2 separate regions of the Mus musculus genome follow, and region 1 is linked to region 2. The links are chromatin contacts, called in public promoter capture Hi-C maps. All regions are on one chromosome and are shown on one strand. Each heading gives the region's core, a stretch centred on a gene start, on an enhancer-like site or on the middle of the called end of the contact. The rest is flanking DNA. Distances are from core to core; before and after follow the strand shown.

What was found. Capture Hi-C pulls out chosen DNA fragments and counts their contacts.
Region 1: a promoter capture Hi-C map of adipose tissue shows a contact between it and region 2, with 2.6 times the contacts expected there. The contact joins two enhancer-like sites. A contact is called at or near these places in 4 of 9 other capture datasets (adipose tissue, embryonic stem cells, liver and 1 more).

What each region holds. Positions count from the first base shown.
Region 1 is chr6:22,023,367-22,029,092 of GRCm38.p6, forward strand. The region is part of intron 2 of Cped1 (cadherin-like and PC-esterase domain containing 1); the gene reads left to right. Among named protein-coding and RNA genes, the nearest start is that of Cped1, 40 kb to the left of the region's middle. Within about 2 kb of position 2,670, at least 66 of the 459 cell types and tissues checked have an H3K27ac peak or open chromatin away from gene starts, as enhancers often do. A contact at or near this core is called in adipose tissue and liver, where this site is marked.
Region 2 is chr6:21,796,057-21,802,122 of GRCm38.p6, forward strand. It overlaps Tspan12 (tetraspanin 12), which reads right to left. Exons shown (of 9, transcript NM_173007.4): 7 at 3,823-3,930. Among named protein-coding and RNA genes, the nearest start is that of Gm30270, 53 kb to the right of the region's middle. Within about 2 kb of position 2,750, at least 8 of the 459 cell types and tissues checked have an H3K27ac peak or open chromatin away from gene starts, as enhancers often do. A contact at or near this core is called in adipose tissue and liver, where this site is marked.

The sequences.
Region 1 (5,726 bases), core at 1,420-3,919, 230 kb after region 2:
AAGTCCTTAATACAGTAAGGGTGCTCCCTGGCAGGCATGCTCACAGTCTCGTCCTCTAGATTCTAGACCCTGTCTAGTTGATAGTTAATATTAGCCATGCCTAGTACTAAGGACTTAGCCACCAAAACGTCTTCTGCGGTGGACTATGGACTCTGGTGATCACAAACCTAAGCTATAGGACAGGACAGAAGCAGAGGTGTGCTCCCCAGGCTCGGCTCGGCTTAACATTCTTAATGAATATATACATTCATATTGACGCGAGAATAGTCTATAGTAAGACTCTAGGGATGGAAGATAATATAGGTATTGTGGGATCTAGTGACAGAGAGGAGAATATGATCTTCCTCTGTGGGAAAGTAGATGTAAAATGTGACCTGCCATACGGATGCGCTGCTGGGGTTAACTAAACAGTCTAGATGTTTTGCCAATGGGAAGATCTCAGTCTACATGTTCTCCTGAGGAAGTCTGGATTGGAAACATGACGTTTAGACACGTTACCTTAGCATAGCCTAAACTTATGCATAGTCTGAAAATTTCCCAAATACAGAAACATATATTTCTGCTGATCACTTAAAATCATTCCTGCTATATACAGATAAGTATTTATTGACTATAGAAAGAAGTAAAGATTAAAAAGCACATCGCTTTTTAGGCCTCAAGACTGACTATCTTAAAATTTATCTTACAATTTAGTTTGTAAAATATTTGCTACTTATTTTCGTTTTTTTTAAATAGGATTTCTGTAGATAGCTCAGGCTGGCCTGGAACTCAGTATATAACCCAGGCTAATCTCGAACCCACACTCCTATTTCAGTTTCCTTGTATTGCAGGCATGTGCCTCCACACTTGGCTTCTTATATAACCTTAGAAGAACAGTGATGTTCCACTCATGGGCTAATCTGGTGCCATGGCAAAAATAGTATAAATGTAACAGGGGTGATTCACGCATGTGGCCTGGGCATGTATGTCATCTAAGTGCAGACTGGAGACTTTTCTTACAAGCACTGTGCTCTTTGGGCAGGGAGATGAAGGAGCATTCAAGAGTCTCTTCTCTTTGCCTGTTGCTTTGAGGAGAGGCCAGATGAGTTCAAACACACTTAGATGCAGGCACTCTAGGCTTTGCACAGGTAAATGAACACTCGAAACCCAGGCAGAAAAGTCAGAGCAGGACTTGCAGACTTGAAGAGGCTACATCCTTAGACGTGACGGTTCATTCTCCAGATGCTACAATTCTGTAAAGAAAGTTAGCAAGGTAGCAAGCAGTATCTCCTAAAGGCGTTTTCTAGTGAAGAGAATGTGAGAGTGAGAAGACAGCTTTTGATTTTGTGAACCTAGAAAGCAACAAGAATGATTCCATATTGTCCCCGGGGCAATGTCCTCTGTATGATTCTTGGCAGTTGTAATGTTAAAGGCAAAATGCAAAAGATCCATTTTGCACTATTCCAATATTTTCCTTTCACAAAATATATGTTATCTGTTGATCTGTTTTACATATTTTTATCTATTTAAATACCTCCCCCCCCCACCCCAGAGCTGAGGACGGAACTCAGGGCCTTGTGCTTGCTAAGCAAATACTTCACCACTGAGCTAAATTCCCAACCCTGTCATTTTCTCTGCTTATTTTTTTTTAAGATATATATTTTACGAGCTAGGATTTTCAAAATGTATTCTTCACTCAAGCAAAAGACAAAAAAAAAAAAATTGGAAAAGCACCATAAAATCCCTCATTTTCATACATCCAGGTACTGTTTAGAAGATCAAAGTCTTAATTCACAGAATGGTGCAGTGCCTAAAGGAGAATACATATTTTCTCGGAGTTGTTGACCTGCTTTCAGGGTAGACTCCAAATAATATGTTCAGAAAATTCTGACAGAATATATTTTTTTTTGTCAAGTCAGAATTATTTACAGATCTCTGAAGAAGATATATTTCTCCGGCTGTAGCAGAAATCAGACTGTGGCAAGAATCAGAAAATAAAAACTAGTGTATTCCTATTGCAAAAACTCTTTCTGGGAAACCCTCATGTAGCCGAGCCAATATTTTGCATTCTCATTTTAAGAAGATGATTTCAAGCAAGGCTTGTCTGCAGTAAGACTAGACTAAGGGTGAGCATGCATAACCCAGTCAGAATTGTTCTAATGGAAAAGTCCTTCTCTCAAGGTCAGAGAGTTTGGGTGGAACAGAAGCAAGTCTCTGATACAGTTGAGAGTTGAGTTACCGCCTTGTATAGGAAGACTGGTAAATACCACCTTCCAGCTTATGATGCAATGAGAGAGAGAGAGAGAGAGGAAACACTAGATAAAACGTTAAACCTCTTGTTATTGGGGCTTTTAGTCTTAGCCTCCATCTGGCATTGTATGGTCAGGGGATGCAGAACAGGAAAGGATGGAAAATCACTAGTCTGGCCCACTTTGGGCATGGTCCCCTTAGGCTGTTTGTACATATGCACTGCAGGCGCTTCCACTGATAACTGAAAACCCGAGAGTCTAGTGAACTTCCCATTCCTTCCCTCCCCCCCCCCCCGCCCCCACTATGAGCACCTCGCTGTGCTCCTGGCTTTAATTTGCTATGTAACTATTTAGCAGGAAGACAAAAGAGCAAAGGTCACATTTAAAAGGGCGCAGTGTGTTTTGCCTGGTCGAAGTTTCCCCCTAGAACTCATCTCGCAGGCGCTTTTTATTATGTGAGTAATGGGGCTCAGGGTAGGAGCGGAAGCGCTTCTGAACTTTAACTAATCAAACCAGGGCTTAAAAAAAATGTAAGAAATCGAATCAAAGAAACTTATAAAGCTGTGCCGTTCTATTTTATTGTATTATGACACTCAGTAATTGCGTGCCTAGGTTTATTGCTATTTTCCTCCGTGCTTATGGAAATACTGATGTATTTACAACCAAACAGAATTTGTTCCTTTAATTGGCACAGGGGGGCACAAGGTATTGTTTATGTAGCCTTAACTCCGTTGACTTGTTTACACTTGAGTTCAATTTACTGTAACTTTGCAAAAATCTTTCTTATGTATGAAAGTTGAGCTTGGAGCGACCCCCTGTTTTGATGCTTCCTGTACCCTCCACCGTACAAAGGAAACAGAAAGCCAGTGTCCTTTGTTCTCTTTCTCTCTCTCTTTTAAAAAGCATGGTCAAAACTAAACTGGTTCCTTAAGTGAATTCATTCTTGAAAAGAAAATAGCAACCAGATGCTTACTGAAATCGTAGCGTTTCTCCCTCAAGCCCAGCTTCTTTGTGAATGTTTGATCTTCATAGGAACCACACTGGGTATATGAGTTTTCCAAAGCTGGGAACTATTTAATAATACTTTGAAGATATTTTCTCTCAACTATTTTGTTCAGTGTACTTTTTCTCAACTTACAGCTTTTGGTTAAAAGGTACAACAATGAAGTCTTTATGAATAATTTATTTCAAGGCATTGTGCTTTTCTTACAGTTTCAGAACGGAAGATTTATAAACAATAAATTGGATTTTTTTTCTTTAAATGGCAGTTGTGATTAGCAAGAATAAGTAGTATCTGTACCATATTTAGATTGAGGAAAGACTCCCAGAAAGAAAAACAAACTCTCATCTAGGAACTTTCAAGGCACAGTGTTTGTACACTGTCTGAGGCAGTGTGTGTGTGTGTGTGTGTGTGTGTGTGTGTGTGTGTGTGTGTGTGTGTGCTGGGACTCTAAAGAGTATGTGCCCATTTCACTAATGAGAATTCACTAATCACTTCATTAGCGATTAGATGCCTGAAATATTTGGACTATTTTTATTCCAATTTAGGAGTTTGGCAACCTCACACCATATTCCCAAATCTACTTGTTAATATTGTACAGCTTTTACTTTCTAATCTCGGTATCATAACACTGTTGAAACTGCCTCAAATAATTTATTGAGACTCGAGTTTCCTCAAATAAATTAAGATCATTACCCCTTGATGTCCTTTCAATGGTTTCAGCTTCTCTATCTTGCTGAGGAGTGCTCTCTCTCTCTCTTTCTCTCTCTGTATGTGTGTGCGTGTCTGTCTGTCTCTGCGTGCGCATGCGTGGATTGCCATCCAGCCTACAGTTAAAGAAACAGAGTTGTGGACAGAGGATGCCTTCTCTATGGTGGTCCCACTCAAACTCAACTCCCGTCTTTCACCACACCTGCTTTCTGAATGCACACATTCAAATTCCACCCACCCCCTAAAAAACCAGAAACAAAACAAAACAAACAAAATAAAATCCAGACACTGCCTTTATGGGTGAGTTATTTTTGGTGTAAGGACAGAATTGAGTGTGTGGTATCGGTGTTTGTTAAAAGCTATATAACTATTTTTAATTATAAAATTAAATGTTGATGCAAATTCACTGAGATAATGTCTCAGTTCTCTTAATCTTATCCTAGAATTGTCAAATCTGGTGAACACTGATAAACCGAAAACCATCTGGGCAGGTGCTATGGAGTAGACATGTTATTAATCCTTTTCTCTTTGAATTGTTCACGCTGTCTTAGCTTTTTGTCTTGCAATTTTTTTTCTAGTGTTGATTATACGTATATGTTTTTATGGCTTTTTCCAATACTACCTGATATTGGAAAGGCAAATAGGGTCTAACATCTGGGGACACTAATTCTCCCTTTGTCAGCACTCATGGTTTGCCTATAGCTCTTTATCTAGACTTGACACCCCATGAGAGTTCTCTTATCCATGTTGGCAAGTCAGTTGGTGGTGTTTTTGTTTGGGTCTCATTTAGGCAGCCACATTGCTGAGCTGTTCTGTGTATGGCTTCCCTGTTACATCTTAAAGACACAATCTCATGGTGGACTTCCTGATCCTCCAGGTCTTACACTCTTTCAGCCCACTCTTCCATGATGGTCGCTGAGCCTTCCTTAGATGTAGAGGTACTATTGTAGATGTGCAACAGCACAATATTGGCTCTTCTGTCTTGGCTGTAACCAACATCTGTCTTTTTGGACTAAACCCTTTAAACAGGAAAGAAATTAAACAAGCACTATAAACTTAGCCTATGGCTAGCAGGGTCATGAATCTTAGAGGAGAATCTATACTGTTGTTTTTCCTAAACCAGTATAATTCTGTATTCTAAATGCTTACCCTTATATCCATGAATAACTGTAGCTCTTAGCCCTCATCAAAGGAGCTTGTTTTTGGAGAAAACAGAGACTACAATGGTTTCCTCCATCTTTTTTTTTTCCATTTTTTATTAGGTATTTAGCTCATTTACATTTCCAATGCTATACCAAAAGTCCCCCATACCCACCCACCCCCACTCCCCTACCCACCCACTCCCCCTTTTTAGCCCTGGTGTTCCCCTCCTCCATCTTTTAAACACCCTCTTCTTTGTGTTCTTCCTCCAAATGTAGTCTCTAAAGCATCTATCTAGACCATCCCTTTCGATCTTTGTCTTGACATTCCATCAATATTTTTTTTCTACTTTGGAAGTTCAATAATTTGCTTACTGATTAATGAATTTAATCCTTAAATAATGTTAAGTCATAATCTGTCTTTTATAGGTAGAATTTTGAAAGGTAAACAGTAGGTTAGAAAGGCATTGTTTATTTGGTACCTTGCCTGAACACACGCGACACAGAATAGACACACAGAATGGATATTGCCAGCAAGATCTCTTGTTCTTGCCTGACATATTTGTTCTTGACTGACATATTTCTGTACTTAGTTCTATATTGCATCTCCCTCTTAGGGTCTACAGCTCAATGTAAGACTCTCTCATC
Region 2 (6,066 bases), core at 1,500-3,999:
CATTAACTTCTAGTCAGCAGAGAGTAGCTAACCATTTTGCTTATTATCTATTCACTAGTATAACTAAAAATTCAACTATTGTGATGAAAGTTTCCACAAATTCCATGGAAATAAAAAAACCAAAAACTTGTTGACTGAAACTCACATCTCAAAGGTAGCCAGCCATCTTGGTTTCCTTAATCAAGGCAAAAATTCTGTAAATAGATATTTGTTTGACTTATTATTACCCAGGAGAGTGAGGTTCCTGATAAGCTAGCATATTATATCATTATAATCTCAGAAAAATAATGGCATGCCTAGCTTGAATGTAGCTGAACTTAAGAATGCGAGCTTGTCTGGCGCTAAGCCTTGTTAAGAACACTTTCAGTTGTGCTTCACCAAAGATTGTCAGAAACGCTGATGAAGGCTTACAAACAGGGCTTGAAGGCATGTGCAGCCTGGATTTAGAAAAAGCAACTGTGATCAGGACAGCTTTGCCCTTGGATAACAGAGAAATCCTCTTCTAGACAGTCGGAAGGAAGGAATATGGGCAGTCACGGAGAAGAACCCTGCCAAGAGGGATGGTTATGCAAATTACTTCGCCCAGGAGACCAATCCGTGCTCAAGATTAACACGGAATCATAAAATATCACAATCCAGCGCCATTTCAAAGCTTAACCAAAACCAACTTGGAAGGATTCCGAATTCCTCATGCAACAGCAAGCGAGGAAAATGCTCAGTGTACTTGGGACATTTCCACTCACTTGCCTGAAACGCTTATGATTTAAAGAGCTTATGATTTAAATATAAAGCGGCATCACAAAAGCACCTTGAGTGATAAGCTCTTAATACTAAGAGTTTTGAGAAACTTATAAGACATTTTCCGTAGTGTTTAGAAAGCGTGGGTGTATCACAAACGTCACAACTACGCAACATCGTAGCACCACAAGGTTAGCATAAACGTCAGAGATTCTGACACAAAGTATTGGGAGTCCTGAAAATAAAGCGCATCTTTAAAGACTCCACTTCCTAAATATTTTAAATGATCGCATTTTGAGGTCACTATTTTAAAAGTCTTTTACCCAGAGAAAACTGTCTTTCCCCATTTCTTAGAGGGGCAAGCCTTTCTAAGCGGCAAGCCAGGGCCATTCTCAGAGCACCCTACTTCCAGTCACAATGGAGCAGCCCATTTATCTGGCTCTGTCAGGAAATGAAGACTTCCATAGCAGTGGCTTTTCCAAATAACTTGAACATGCTGTGTTCAGTGCCAACATTGTTAAAGAGCTGCTGACATCCGTTCTTTCCTACGGAGTTGTTTCAGAGCCTATCCACAGAGGGCTGTGGATCTGTACGAAGGCTTTCTGAACCTCCTGAAGGTGAGTGAACTCAGTATTACACCAGCTCAAGTCTGTGCTCTGTCACTACCTGCCAAGAAGACAACAGGTTCATTTCAAGGTAGCTCTGCTCCAAGCTGATGCTATGTTAAGCTCTAGAAAACACAATAGAATCATTATTTTTATTTATTTATTTATTTATTTTTTGGTCTTCGTTCTTCTTGAGTTTCATGCGTTTAGCAAATTGTATCTTATATCTTGGGTATCCTAAGTTTCTGGGCTAATATCCACTTATCAGTGAGTACATATTGTGTGAGTTCCTTTGTGATTGGGTTACCTCACTCAGGATGATGCCCTCCAGGTCCATCCATTTGCCTAGGAATTTCATAAATTCATAGAATCATTATTTTTACATATAAATAAACTGAGCCCCTCAATAGGTGAAGGGACTTTCTGATCAGTCAGAAAATGGCAGCAACTATGATTCCAAAGCTTACACAAGCGCTACCATTAGATATATATGTTTTTATTGAAAAATTATGTTTAAAATAAGGTATTAGGGAGCGTCACTAAGAATTATGCAAGATCCATTCAGTTACAGCCCACGTGCAGGACCACAACAAATGAGTTCCAAAGGTGTGTTTATTGTAGAGGAGAAAAATTGTCCTAGGCTGAGTTGTCTCTCCCATTCTAAATTTTTATGTTAAAATTCTAACCCCTGTACTTATGAGATTGTTCATGTCAAGAGAGCCACTGGAAAGGTAAGTAATCTAAAATAAGGTCAACAGCATGGGCTTAATCAGGTATGAATGATATCCTTATAGGAAGAGGAAATTAAACATGGACACATATAAAGACAAGACAATGGGAGGACATGGGACGAAGGCTTTTACATGCCAAAGGAAGAGGCTTCAAAGAGCATCAATACTGACACTCTTGAACATTCGGCCTCCAGAAGAGTGAACAGACACTTGTCCTGAGTGACCGCACGTGTGATACTTCAGTGTGGCAGTCCTGCCAGACTAATAAAGGGCTTTGAATGCCTTCTGGATATTTGGACGGATTCGCCACTCTTTTTATGCAAACTAGAATTGTGAGGTAAGAGAGAATATTTCAAGTGAAGCCAGGATATAGCATTTGTAGCACTTGTTTATGGTCCATGGAGGTGGAGCCCTGAAAGAAGGAAAAAGGGTTCGCTATTTCTCAACCTGGGTTACCACAGTTTGCATTCTAAGTTCCAGAAAAATAAAGATTCTGGGAGCTCTAGCAGGGGCAGTTCCTGAACACAGCCTTCTATAAATGCCCTGGTGCTTTACACGTCTTTTCACGGGGTTGTTTTCAGTCTAATTGTGCAACAAACAAACAAAGTCAGGAAGCAACGGAATATCAGGAAATCTGTGTGACACTGATAATTTCGCCATCTCAGCAAGAGTGGCACAAAGCCAGGTTTGGAGACTGCCCTAGACTTGAACCTCTGCCGTGGGCATAGGCACAGCAGAATGAGTAGCTAGCTGGCTATCTAGTGAGATACTCCTTCCCAAACACGTCCTGGTCCAGAGCTTGAGAACGGAAGGCAAGCTAAGATGCTTAACTTAGTCTCCGAGGGACGCCATTCCATTCACAAGGAAAAAAACTTAGGAGAACTGGTCTGAGGCAAAATCGATGATTAATCTCAAGTCACTAGATTTCCACTTGAGATTCTTGGATGAAATGTAAAACAGTTTGGAACAAAAGAATGTCATGCAATGTCACTATTAATAAGCATATGATAAATGAGACCAAGTTGATGATTCCATTCACTCTTCTCGACACTCCATGAAGTGAGCATCTGTATTGGTCCTATTTCGTAGGCATGGAAACTGAGGCTTACGAGATAAGGGAACTGATACTAGGTAGCAGAGCTAGCATTTGAATCAAGGACATCCTGACTTTTAAAAAAAATGTTTATACTAGCTAAATTCCCAATGGGGGGAAAAAACTTTTAAAATGTTAAAGTGATGTTTAAAACATAGGACATGGGTATCTCTAAAAATAGAAAATTATCATAAAAGAGAAAGATCTAAGTAAAACTTTAGATATTTATTAAATAAGTCATTAAATAGAAACTTGAGAGTAGCTCACCCGCACTTCTAAACAAGCTCATGTAGGCCAGAAGAAATGAGGAGGAGAGATGTATGTGAGACGAAAAGACACACATGGAGTGACTCAAGGCATGCTGGGAAAAACCTGCACCAATGGTCTACATAGACTTGAGTGACTCAAGGCATGCTGGAGAAAAAAAAACTGTCCCAGTGATGTCTACACAGGCTTGAGTGACTCAAGGCATGCTGGAGAAAAAACAAAACAAAACGAAACAAAACAAAACAAAACAAAACAACTGCACCAGTGACGACTATGCAGGCTTCAGGTTTCCGTTCAGATAAATGATCAAAACCAAAGCTTTGAATGCCTGTTTTGACAACCTGCCACTTATTCTATACTTTCTACCTCCAGGAACAGCAGCACTTACCTCTCTCTGAAAATAATTCCAAGCGTGTGTAAGCCATCTATACCTCGGTAAGCCGTAATTTGTCATTCTGGCTTTCAAAGTAACCATATCTGACCACTGTACTGGCACCTGGAGATGAAACACAAATGATCAACTCACAAGCACAAACCAGCCAGGCCAAAGCTCACTCACTCACATACGAAAATCTTCAGCACGCCGACAACGCTCACACCACACAAAATACAGACTGGATTAAAGTTGGCAAATACTATTTCAGTTTATACTTGCCTATGAATTCAGCTCAGGTGAATAAACCTGACACTGAAGAAACTGATGTGGGAATCAAGAGCTAGGGTACAGAAAGGGGGTATTGCATGTATAAGCCTCAAAAACCGAAGATAAGGGTAATTTTGAAATCTAATTGAAAATAGTAATTATCAGGCTGGGCAGATGGCTCAGTGTCTACGAATATCTGCTGCACAGTGTAAGGACCTGGGCTCAGATTCCCATCAAAAGGAAAAGGCTCGATATGGCCTATAACCCTAGCACTGCAGGAGGTAGGAAAAAGGGCAGAGACTCTTGCGCGTGCCCTGACTCGCCAGCAAGAAAGACGTTGCAACAGGATCCTTCTGCACACTTTATTGGGAGAGCTTGATTGCAGAGGTGAAGAGAGACCCCAGCCCAGAACTGGTGCTGCTTTTATAGGCCTAGGAGAGGCGTGTCTCACACCCGGATTGGTTATGCACTATACCTCATTTGCATGTTCCTCATCTGATTGGTTATTCTCTCTCACTACCTCACAAAACCTCATTATCATACCTCATTTGCATGTCTCACATTTGATTGGTTATTCTCTCAGTACCTCACAGAACCTCATTATCATGCCCAGGCCAGGCAGTATCTTGGCAAAAAACTTTACTGCATATGTACACACTGGTTGTTTGCCTAAACTTATGCATTGTGGCCAGCAGTAGCCAGTGCCACTCTGCAACGGCACATGTGGCTTCCCACAAGAGACCAGAGGGTCACTGGTGCTTAAGGGTACCAACCTAGCAGAAAATGCCAATCTCCAGCTTCAATGAGAGATGCTGTCTCAGAGGAATAAGGCAGGGATCAGGATACCAGTTCTGCTCAGATCTCCACATCTGAGCATGTGTATATATATCTGTAGATGCTGTGAACACATATGCACACAGCATACATAGACAAGGAAGTTTTGATTAAAAATTAAATTTAAAAATAGTAATAGCAGCTGAGAGTAAAATACAGGTGGATCTGTGTAAATTCAAGGTCAGCCTGGTCTACAAAGCAAGGTCCAGGACAGTCAGAGCTGTCTCAGGGAAAAAAAAATTAAGGTCAGAAGAAGTAAGTTAAAAAAATTTCTTGGAAAATGGCTATCTTGCCAAAAGCAATCTACAGATTCAATGCAATCCCTATCAAAATTCCAACTCAATTCTTCAACGAATTAGAAGGAGCAATTTGCAAATTCATCTGGAATAACAAAAAACCGAGGATAGCAAAAACTCTTCTCAAGGATAAAAGAACCTCTGGTGGAATCACCATGCCTGACCTAAAGCTTTACTACAGAGCAATTGTGATAAAAACTGCATGGTACTGGTATAGAGACAGAGAAGTAGACCAATGGAATAGAATTGAAGACCCAGAAATGAACCCACACACCTATGGTCACTTGATCTTCTACAAGGGAGCTAAAACCATCCAGTGGAAGAAAGACAGCATTTTCAACAATTGGTGCTGGCACAACTGGTTGTTATCATGTAGAAGAATGTGAATCGATCCATACTTATCTCCTTGTACTAAGGTCAAATCTAACTGGATCAAGGAACTTCACATAAAACCAGAGACACTGAAACTTATAGAGGAGAAAGTGGGGAAAAGCCTTGAAGATATGGGCACAGGGGAAAAATTCCTGAACAGAACAGCAATGGCTTGTGCTGTAAGATCGAGAATTGACAAATGGGACCTAATGAAACTCCAAAGTTTCTGCAAGGCAAAAGACACCATCAATAAGACAAAAAGACCACCAACAGATTGGGAAAGGATCTTTACCTATCCTAAATCAGATAGGGGACTAATATCCAACATATATAAAGAACTCAAGAAGGTGGACTTCAGAAAATCAAATAACCCCATTAAAAAATGGGGCTCAGAACTGAACAAAGAATTCTCACCTGAGGAATACCGAATGGCAGAGAAGCACTTGAAAAAATGTTCAACATCCTTAATCATCAGGGAAATGCAAAT